Linked DNA regions of Mus musculus: region 1 is linked to region 2. Evidence: chromatin contacts called from public Hi-C data. All regions are on one chromosome and are shown on one strand. Each heading gives the region's core, a stretch centred on a gene start, on an enhancer-like site or on the middle of the called end of the contact. The rest is flanking DNA. Distances are from core to core; before and after follow the strand shown.

Region 1 (5,545 bases), core at 1,825-4,324, 970 kb before region 2:
AAGTAAGCCATGAAAAACAAGCCAGTAAGGGGCGTTCCCCCTCAGTCTCTGTTTTAGTTCCTGCCTCCAGCTTCTTGCTTGAGTTCTTCCTGGTGTCCTGTGATAATGAGCTCTAACCTACAGGGAACCCTTTCTACCCCAAGTTTCTTTTGGTCATAGGTTCATCATAGCAACAGTGAAGCAAACAAAACGTGCCCAATTGCTGTGAGGGACCCCTGACCATTAAACTGTAGCTAACAATGGATGCGGTTTCAAGCTGCTAAATTTATGTTAAATGTATCCGTTAGGCAGCTGCTAATACACCTGGAATGTTGTGTGGACTGTCCCCAACCTCTGAGCAGGCTCTCTTCTCTCTAGTTAGTTGGGCCTTTCATTCAACTGGGATTTGACCCTGTGTGTTGTCCTTGCTAGAGGACTCCTCCCCTACCTTCTGTCTGTCTCCTTGGCTGACTTCAGCTACTTCTGTTGTCTTTCCCCTGTGCCACAGGAGAGCCAAGGGGAGCTGCTCAGAAAGCTAAACATCACCCTCTCTCTTTATCTTGCCAAAGAGCATTGACAAATTGATGCAGCAACTCCCCAGGTTGGTTCGAGAGTCATAGGGGAGATGGTATTTGAGTGGAGGATGGTGGAAGCTGTTTGATCTCCTTGCTTTTCTGATGTTCAGCAATCAGTGCCCACACCTCCAGTGTCTTACTCCCTCTTTTCTCTTCTTGCAGTCTCCTTAGGGAGGGGATGGTGGAGCCTCTCTTCTGCCCTCTAGCACCACAAGGTTTCTTTGATAGAAAAGCAAGCTGAATGCTTTTATTACTACAGAATGTTGTAGTTTCTATCTCCTGAGAGAAGTGTAGGTTGACTTGAAAACTCAGGCTTGGTTGCTGACATGCTTCAGGAGACAAAATAAATTTTACAACTTATTCTCATTTATTCATTCACTCATTCATTCACAAAATATTTGTTGTCTACTGTTACCAGGTTCTATGCATAGGAGATGCAGCTGTGAACAAAACCAATGACTGTTATCTTGGGGCTCATATTCTTTTAAAATGAGAGCTAGTGTGCAAGCTTATTTCTTCCTGCATAATTTTATTTTGCATATCAGAAGCTGGGAGGTACCTCATTCTTTCTTTTTGCATTTCATCAGCTAAAAAAAACATCATTTGCTGTCTCCAGTCAGATGCAATTAAAATGACAGGGCTCAGAAGCAGAAATAAAGCACATTAATAAATTTCAAAATATTATCATCATTGTAGATATTCAAAAATAATATTTTTTTTCTGGATTTAGTGTCAGAAAGTGCTTTCTTTTCCCCAGATTTTTTTCTGTAGTTTTTCTTAGAATGTAATTTTTCAGAACATACAATATAAGAAGGCACAATAAAATGTTTAAACTTAGGATAATTAAATAAATGCTGTACTTCAGGAAATGGCAGCATTCCATTCAGTGCTCCTGAGATTCCTGGGTGACTGAGAGCATTAGTTCCAAGTAACTGTGGGCTCTCAGGTCTCAGGTTGTAGTGTGACCAAGAGTCTTGTGCACGTGTGTGGCAAAAATACTCCAGCAAGGTCACTTGGTGCTGATGGTCTCTGTTCATTTACTTTATTTATTTAAAAATGTCATTATTTTGACAGAACTGAAGTCCATTTTCCATAGATTTTATAAAGCATTAGTCATGTGTGGGAACCTGGGATGATTGATATAATGGTTTTTAATTAAACCTGACGATATAATAGTAATATGGAAAAAATAGGGCTTGACTGAGTTAACATTTAAGGTGTATGTGTATGTGTATGTATGTGTGTGTGTTGATGTACCCTGAATGTATGTGCATATGCATGCACTAAAGGAGTTTGGGGATTTGTGTAGTGATTCCATTATAAATTTTCTTTAATAGTTAACTTTGGACATGGTATTGGCATATGTTTATTTATGTCTCTCTCTGATTTGCTTGTTATTGTGTTGTAAGCAACATGGTAACTCATCTTATACCATAAAATATAATTGAAGGAATAGATTCCAGAAGGAATCATCAATGCAGGAAGTGCAACTTTTTGTGCTTGTGGCATAAGGTATGTGCTACATGCGTTTTATATATATATATAAAGAAATCAGAATGTAGTGAAATCATAGATATTGCAGGAAAACCAACAAACACTAATTTACTAAACCACCGTAATTCCTAACAACAATGTAAACATTTGTCCTTATACTCACAGATAAGGGTAGTACTCACTCCCTCATCAAGGAGATGTCTCTTTGCAACAGACAGAGACAATAACAGAAACCACAACTAATCGAAATGCAGAGCTGTAGAGCTCAGTCTCAAATGATCCATCTACAACAGTACTCCTTCACCTAAGGCTGAAGGTCACTGCAGAAAAGGGCATGGGAAGAGTGTAAGAACCAGCAGAATAGGCACTTTTCTCTGAGATTGTCTCTTCTAGAAATGTCAGGAGCTACACTGGTGATGTCTACCAACATAACAGCTAAATCATGAGCTGAGAAAGGAAGACACCAGTAAATGTGCCAACACTGACAGGGGAGCCTCATGAAGCCTCGGCCCTGCTCAAAGAACCACAGATAACCAAGGACTCCTGAGAGCAGAAGAAATGGTCTTTCCTAGGGAAGGTACATCAACTGATTATCCAATACCAAATGGTCAGCACAGAAAACACACACACACACACACACACACACACACGCACACACCATTACATGGACTTAGTAGTTATATTTAGACACAGACATATATGTGCACATTATAGCAATTAATGCAAAAATAAGTCATGGATTTGAAAGAGAGCTAGGCAGTGTGTCTGGGAGAATTTGGAGGGAGGAAAGGGAATGGAGAGTTGTGATTATATTATAATCTCAGAGAAAAAGAAATTAGAATGGCAGACTCAGGCAAGGATTTATTTTAAAAAAGTGAAATGGTGAAGTACAATCCAGTGCCATTCAGAAAACTTGGAGCATTCTAATTCAATTATATTGTCTGCATTTGGTGGACGGTTCCAATTTGCATATTCCTCACTGGCATAGCAATTTTGAACAGAAGGGTCCCAGGAAGGCTTATACGAAGTGCCAATGTGTTTCCATCTGGAGTAATATGGCAGACAAAAGGGAGACCTAGTTTATTATGTGAACATACTACATCAACACCCCATCACTTGGGCTCTATTAAACAGACAATAGTGGATAAACAAACATCTGGATGACAGGTGAGCAAGAAACAGAAACAACTGAATAAATTCAAGGCAGGCAAGAGATTTTGGATTTTTAAAAAGGAAACGATCCTTGTCTTTAAAATTAAATTTCAGTTACAGTCCAATAATTCAATCTTCAATTGCAAATGAGAATCTCCTCTAAATTTGTATTCTCTCTAAGCTCATGGTTTACTTAAACAAAGAGGTTTTAGAAGTGTAAATGGTGACACGAGCCAGGAGTAGGTGATATGGCACCTGTAACTTACACTATGTCAATCTATTGATAGTATATGGTGTTTAAGGAGATTTATCTATTTTATTTTTTACATTATTATGTGTTGTTTGGAGATGTTCAGAGTTTAGACTGGGAACTTTTAGGAATTGATGTTGATGGACTAATGAGGGGTACCGAGAGTCAAGTGGCGCTGCCAGCAGAAAGAATGGTTCCCCTGTCCCCGGTGGAGGGAAGATTTGGTTATTGATGTAGCTCAGGTGGAGCACAGACAAGACAGCAGACACCTGCTTCAGCATAGCCTGGGGCTCTCCAGAAGGCGAGTAGTACAGGCCAAGTCTGCATGGAGGAGAGCCAGTTGCAAAGGAAGGACGGATGGCGGGGTTGAAGAGGAGCTGAGCGCTTCTCTGTCTTTTTTCATTTTTGGCAATGCATTTGGAGTCCTGGCAATGGTTGGAGGAAAATCGCAGAAGCAAGTCTTGCTGCTGGCTCCCATAAAAACATTATGGGAAATGAAGAAGAATAAAATGAAGGACAAAGTAATGGTCTTTTCGGGTAGAGGTCACTTGATCCTCAAGACCAAGAAGAGTTATGTATCCATAGTGTTTGATATATGATATCTTCATAGTACTTCCGACTATCTAGGCATTTGCAACTTTTGAGCTTCATCACCCATTTTATTTTTACATAGCACATTGAAGCTACAATCTAAATGATCCTGCCATCAGTGTCCTTATATATTTTGACTTCATATACTTATGTGTGCAAAAAGGAACTGACCCAGCAAATATTAAGATTCTGAGTATTTATGTAAATATAGTTAATACTAGTCCTGAAAGTCTAGTATTCTCAAGGTTCCAGGAAAAGACAGAGAGATGGGCAGAGGCCAGAAGTGTTTCAGGAAAGTGGTGGTTTAGAAAATCACCACACATTCTTTTTTTTTTTAATCTTTTGTTTATTTATTTATTTATTTATTTACACTCCAGATTTTATTCCAATCCCCCCAACCCCTGTCCACCCTCCGACTGTTCCACATCCCATACCTCCTCCCCAACCCCCTGTCTCCACGAGAATATCCCCACTCCCCATCCCCCACCCAACCAGACCTCTAAACTCCCTGGAGCCTACAGTCTCTTGAGGGTTAGGTGCATCTTCTCTGACTGAACCCAGATCAGGCAGTCCTCTGCTGCATATGTGTTGGGGGCCTCATATCAGCTGGTGTATGTTTCCTGGTTGGTGGTCCAGTGCTTGAGAGATCTTGGGGGTCCAGGTTAATTGAGACTGCTGGTCCTCCTACAGGGTCACCCTCCTCCTCAGCTTCTTCCAGCTTTTCCCTAATTCAACCATGGGGGTCAGCAGCTTCTGTCCATTGGTTGGGTGCAAATAGCTGCATCTGACTCTTTGAGCTTCTTGTTGGGTCTTTCGGAGGGCAGTCATAATAGTCCCCTTTTTGTGTGTGTGCCGTAGCCTCAGTAACAGTGTCAGGCCTTGGGATCTCCCCTTGAGCTGGATCCCACTTTGGGCTCGTCTCTGGACCTTCTTTTCCTCAGGCTCCTCTCCATTTCCATCCCTGCAGTTCTTTCAGACAGGAACAATTATGGGTCAGATTTTTGATCGTGGGATGGCAACCCCCTTTTTTAAAAATGTGGAACCCCATCCCATGTCCCTTGAACATAGGCTGAGACAGACATGGTCTTTTCTTTATTCTCTCTGCCTCACTTGCTTGCTCTCTGTTTATTCATAACAGGTGAGACAACTACTTCTGTGTTGTCTGAAATTACCAGGTGGCACTCTGGGGAGGCCCAACTGGGAAGGGATGGAAGTCAATGAAAAAAACCTCAGGCTTCTGTCAACAAACACATGAAAGAGGCTAAGAGTAGATCTTCCCGCTCTGGAAAAGCTTGCAGCTGACTATCCCCTGCCAACATCTCGTGTGAAACCTCAGGAGAGACTCCTGAGCCAGGCCTGCTGAGTGGCAGTGCTTCTGAACCTGTGATCTACAAAAGCAATCCATTTTCAGTGTTTTAAGTTCCCCACTCTGGGAGCAATTTCTTAGCAGTAATAGCTAACTACTACAGGGGGAATGCACCATCTAGAAATAATATCTCAGAGA
Region 2 (5,203 bases), core at 2,111-4,610:
TGGATAGAGGAAAGCTTCAACAAGCTCCAACAACTTTATTTTTTCTCCTATAGCTTATATATCTCAGCAAAACTTTTCAAGTAGTATAAAATTACAATGTGATTACATTTTATTTTTCTTTTAGTGAATGACTATGAAATAAAAGTATCTTCCCCAATCCCTTTACTAAAAAACATTATGTAGTACAGGTAAAGAAAACAAATTATTCCTAAGAACCCAAATATTCTCATAACTAAGCAACCTGTTAGATATTAACAAAGTGTGAGCAAGCAAAGTCATTTTTCAACCAGGTATTCTAACTGGCAGGTAGCAATTTGTGGTTACAGAGAAAAGGTCAATTATTATTTATCTTAAAATGTAATATTACAAGGATCTTAAAAGTATCACAAATGTACTTTTGTGTAAAAACAATCAGTCATTTCTATTTTAAATTCAAAGGATGTATATCTACTCATCAGCAATTTTTTATTAAACCCTATCAGGAAGCTCAGGGCAAAGATGGGTATAAGAAACTCATTACCAGCCCAGGTTCAACAAAAGAGTCTCATTCAGTGTTGTCATTGTTTTTGTCCCCTGACCTCAAAATGTCTCTAACTCAAGTAAGAATGTGTTTTCTGATCTAAAAGTTGTTCCCTAAGATTGTCTACATCAGAGCTATTAGCAAAAACATCCTATGTAACTTCACTAACAATTTTATTTTCCAAATGCTTTCTAAGCCTAGTGGTCATTGCTGACAATCTACATCTCTTAAATTCTTTCCTAGGGTGGCGATTGAATCATTAATCTGCCCCAGTCGCAATGCTTGAGAAAGATCAAGTATTATTATTGTGAGTGCTAGTGATACTTCCCAGTGAGGGGCTGGACGCCCCCTTAGAGTTTCCGTACAATTCTTAGATTAAGAGGGATGTGGAGGCCATGTGCAGAGCAAAACTCCACAACAGTGTGAAGTCTTCAGGACAGATAGTCCCTGGGGCCATGCAGCTCAAAAGCACAGCTATCATGTTGTGCTAACTGGTGAGCAGTGTTCAATGAGTTCTAAAGCTGTTTGTTGGTCCTCCTGCGTGAGGTTTGTGCATGGTAAGCATTCTATTAACTGAGATGTATTCCTATCCTTACAACTCCAGAGTTTGAAATATTTCTTATGTATAGTATATAATAAGTATATCAGGACCAACCTTCTACTCTTCACTACAAGCCTGTTCCAGACTTCTCTTCCTATATCTGGCAAAAGTTTACAGGTATGTAACTGTATATGTCTGACTGCAGGACATATCCCTTGAACTTCAGCTTATCTAGGTTGCCAAGGCAGAACAAATTCCACTGTTGACAGTGATGTTTTTTTAGTTATTCTTCAATTTTCAGTTACTAAGAAACTTTTTTCCCCCACTGTTAGTGTGATAGTCCTACAGACTGAGTAAATTTAAAATTCCATCCCAGAGTTTCTACCTTACCTTAGATCATTTAGTAACTGAATGAAGGACACAAAGCATTTATATTTACCATAACCCTTAAATAACACAAGAGGTGGCATTCTGACTACCCTCCATGCTGTTAGAATCTACTTTCCTATCAATAACTCGAGTTATTATTTACTATTTACTATGTTCCATCTGGGCTGCTCTTAACTCCAGTTGGGCAGCTCTCAGTGCCATGCTCTCTTGTCCTGTGGTGGCTTCTTTCTTTTCTCCAGTACCTCCTTCCTCTCTTTGTCCATCCTCTGACCCCTAGCTGGGAAACCTAAACCCCACCTTATGTCTTTTCTGCCTAACTACTAGCTGTCAGCATCTTTATTCATTAGTTAGAATTACCTTGGGGACAGGGTCACATGGGCTACCTTCAGACTCCACATCTTGGAGACCCCCACTTAGCATTAAAATAGACAGTAAAAGGCAAAACCTCAACAAACCAAACCTGTAGCAGGCTTGGTTTCTTTTCTTCCCACTAACAGATTCCCTTTTCCTCTTTCCTCCCAGGACACACAGAGTACTGTATCCTTGTGGAGATGTCAGCTCACTCTTGTCAATACTCTAGCGATTTTTATTGTTACTTTTCAGACATCTAAATATATGACTGAAAAATATCAGCCTGCGTTTTCTTTTTTCAGTCCATCAAAGGCCTTTGACTATACTGGCATTCACTGGATCTTATATTCTCTGTGCTTGCTGGGGATAGATATGAGTATAACCAATATGTAATTATAAACTTAACTGAAAACATTCTCACACTGGTGTTTCTCACAACATAGTTGTGATTCAATGTGGTTCAAGGTTACAGGGATACACACGTTTTTCTTTATATTGTTCTTGGTTTCTCTTAATCTCTCCCATTTTTCCTTCCTTTCTTCCTTCCTTTCACCCTCCCTCCCCATCTCTTTGTTTCTTCACACATTCATTCACAATGTAGTTCTTGTTAATATCCTAGAAGTGCAATAGGATGCTCCTGATAGCTGTAAATCTTATTGTGGATTGAATAATTAATGGGGAATGGTAAGGTTTGCATGTTTTTGAGGTAGCTGTTTCTGACTTAGGACATAACTTTCAACTTGTGAGAACTAGAGTATTATGAACAAAGTCGTTTATACTTTAATGTGGGACTGAAACTAACAGAGTTGAGAGTTGTAAACTTCATCTTCACATAACCCAATTTTGCAAGTAAACCACATGGTGATCTGTGCCCTTTATCCTGATGAGAAAACATTACGTAGTGTATCTTCAACTCTGGAAATTTTTTCAACAACAAAAAAAGTAAAATTATTTTACATACTGATAAATTTCCAGACATAGAAAAGTTGATTTTTTTGGTAGCATGAGTCTCTTTATTTTCCATTATAACTGCAGTCCACATCATAATTGTTACTATGAATTAAGTTTGAGAAGATCAGAAGGCCAAAATTCCTTTTTCTTAGTTTTAATTTTTCATTTTTTTTTAATTTGGAGAGTATATATAATACCTTCTTGTTGATGATGGTGTGGTGGTTTTTCAAGACAGGTTGTCTCTGTGTAATCTTGTTTGTCTTGGAACTTCCTGTGTAGACCACGATGGTCTAGAACTCAGATATCTGCCTACCTTTGCCTCCTATGTGCTGGTATTAAAGGTATGCACCATCACCACCCATAACCATATTTTAATATAGGCTTTTCAAAACGCTTTTCAGTGCAACTATCTTTTTTATTTTGTTTGCTATCCTAGGTTATGTGGGACAAAACAGAGAACAGGAGGGCACAGTAACTTTGAGCTTCAAGGTTGGGCCTGATCGTGCCATGTCCATGGCCAGGAATCACAGCACTCACTCCAAATAGTAGTAAACACAGAAGGAACTGAGCATCTGCCAGAGGCCGGGTGCCAGCCCAAATGTCCTAGTGTGTGACCATCTGCCACAAGAGTGCAAGATTGCCAAGCCCTAAGTGAGAGCCTTCCCGCCCTCCCATGTATCAGAAGCGTCCCTACTTTTCCTGCTGCCAACAGATTGGTTCAAATGCTACATTTCATGGAAAAGGTGCTAAGATTTTGTGTTGCTATAAACGTAACACTCAAAATAGTGTTTTTTTTTAGTTCCCTCAAAATTAAGTTTGAACCTTTTTCATTTTATAAGTAATGCTTTTGTAAAGCACAATGGGAGTATTTTTGCCTTTATATAAACACACACATGCTTATTATCAGTAAATGTATGGCTATGTCAGAGAGAGCTGGAAAACATTACACTTCTTTCAATAACTGTTTCCATTTTAATAATCTACTACAGGTGCAACATACTACCCTGAAAAATGTTTTTAGTGTCCAACTGGGAAAAGGTAAAAGAATAATAATTATATGGGCATGTCACTTGTCAAGTTTCAGTATGTTCCTCAGTGTCTAGTTAAAAAGAATTCTAAGGGCAGTCAAGATGGCTCAACAAGTAGAAGTACATAACATCAAACCTGACCTGACAGCCTGCATTTGGTCCATGGAACCTAATAGTAGAAACAGAAATGACTCCTTCAAGCTGTCTTTAGATGGTCACAGTAACCTGCCATCTCAGACTCTCATGAATTCACAATTAAATAATTATCTAGTTAATTAATTAATTATCTAACAAGAAAATTTAGATCCATAATTCCAAAGAAACAAAACCTCATTGTTTTTAAGCACAAGGAAAATTTTAAATTAAATGCAGTTAAAGTTGGAATATAAAAATTCATATACTATGAATTAGAACATTCATTGAAAATATGATTTCTAGGAAAGTATTCTTTTCAAGAATGTTTGAATAGGAAATTTGCAGATTTTGTTTATCTTTGGATACCTTAGCTATAAATGTAGTAGATGTATATAGCTGAACACACCTATGATGATAGTTTGATGACAATGGAGAGAAGATGGCATAAAGGGAGACTTTCTAATAGATCTATATTATTTTAACCTATTTTCATGCATGTATATTAATACTGTATTAATATCAAATTATTAATATTAAAAATATGTGTACAGTGGGTGGTGGTGGTAGTCTACTCCTTTAGACCAAGCATTCAGGAGGCAGAGGCAGATGGATCTCTGTGTTTGAGGCCAGCCTGCTGTACATACTGAGTTCAATGACAGACAAACATCATGATGATGATGAAGAAGAAGATGAAGAAGAAGGAGGAGGAGGAGGAGGAGGAGGAGGAGGAGGAGGAGGAGGAGGAGGAGAGCAACAGTAATAAAAAAACATATGCTCTACAAACATACCCATATCAAAATTATGTTGATCAAATATGTTGATAAAGGAGAATATGATGTATTTGACTTGATGGCTGAATGGGAATGCTTTAGAATTTGATTAATTAAGCTGGTTTCAGTCCAGCAGTCAAGCAAAGTCTCATTCTGAAAGCTCCAGGTTTATCTAATTTGCCTGAAAGTAAGCTTTCAGGTAACTATAAGTTGGACTTTTCTTAAATATGGGGTGATAAGCCACTAAATGACAAAATCTTCTCTTGGATAATCCTTACTTTATGTAACATTTTTAAAAAGATAACACTTTACACATCTAGGTTTCAGATAACCTTTTGGATTTAGATTCATGTTAGCTCCAAAGAGTTTTATTTATCACAGTTTGAGTCTTGGATCAAATCTTATTATCTATTAGGTTACAAGAAGGACAATTTTGAAGATACACAATTCTTGGGTTGTTCTATGTAAGCTAGAGCCCTTGAGTATACAGCAAGTATAAATATTGGAGAATTAACTT

The links. Hi-C and Micro-C count contacts between places; a contact is called where the count stands out from the background.
Region 1: a Hi-C map of cerebellum shows a contact between it and region 2, with 2.2 times the contacts expected there. The contact joins two enhancer-like sites.

Annotation. Positions count from the first base shown.
Region 1 is chr12:68,773,225-68,778,769 of GRCm38.p6, reverse strand. No RefSeq gene overlaps it. Among named protein-coding and RNA genes, the nearest start is that of Gm31307, 130 kb to the right of the region's middle. Within about 2 kb of position 3,074, at least 3 of the 459 cell types and tissues checked have an H3K27ac peak or open chromatin away from gene starts, as enhancers often do. A contact at or near this core is called in cerebellum, where this site is marked.
Region 2 is chr12:67,802,633-67,807,835 of GRCm38.p6, reverse strand. No RefSeq gene overlaps it. Among named protein-coding and RNA genes, the nearest start is that of Gm26256, 190 kb to the right of the region's middle. Within about 2 kb of position 3,360, at least 2 of the 459 cell types and tissues checked have an H3K27ac peak or open chromatin away from gene starts, as enhancers often do. A contact at or near this core is called in cerebellum, where this site is marked.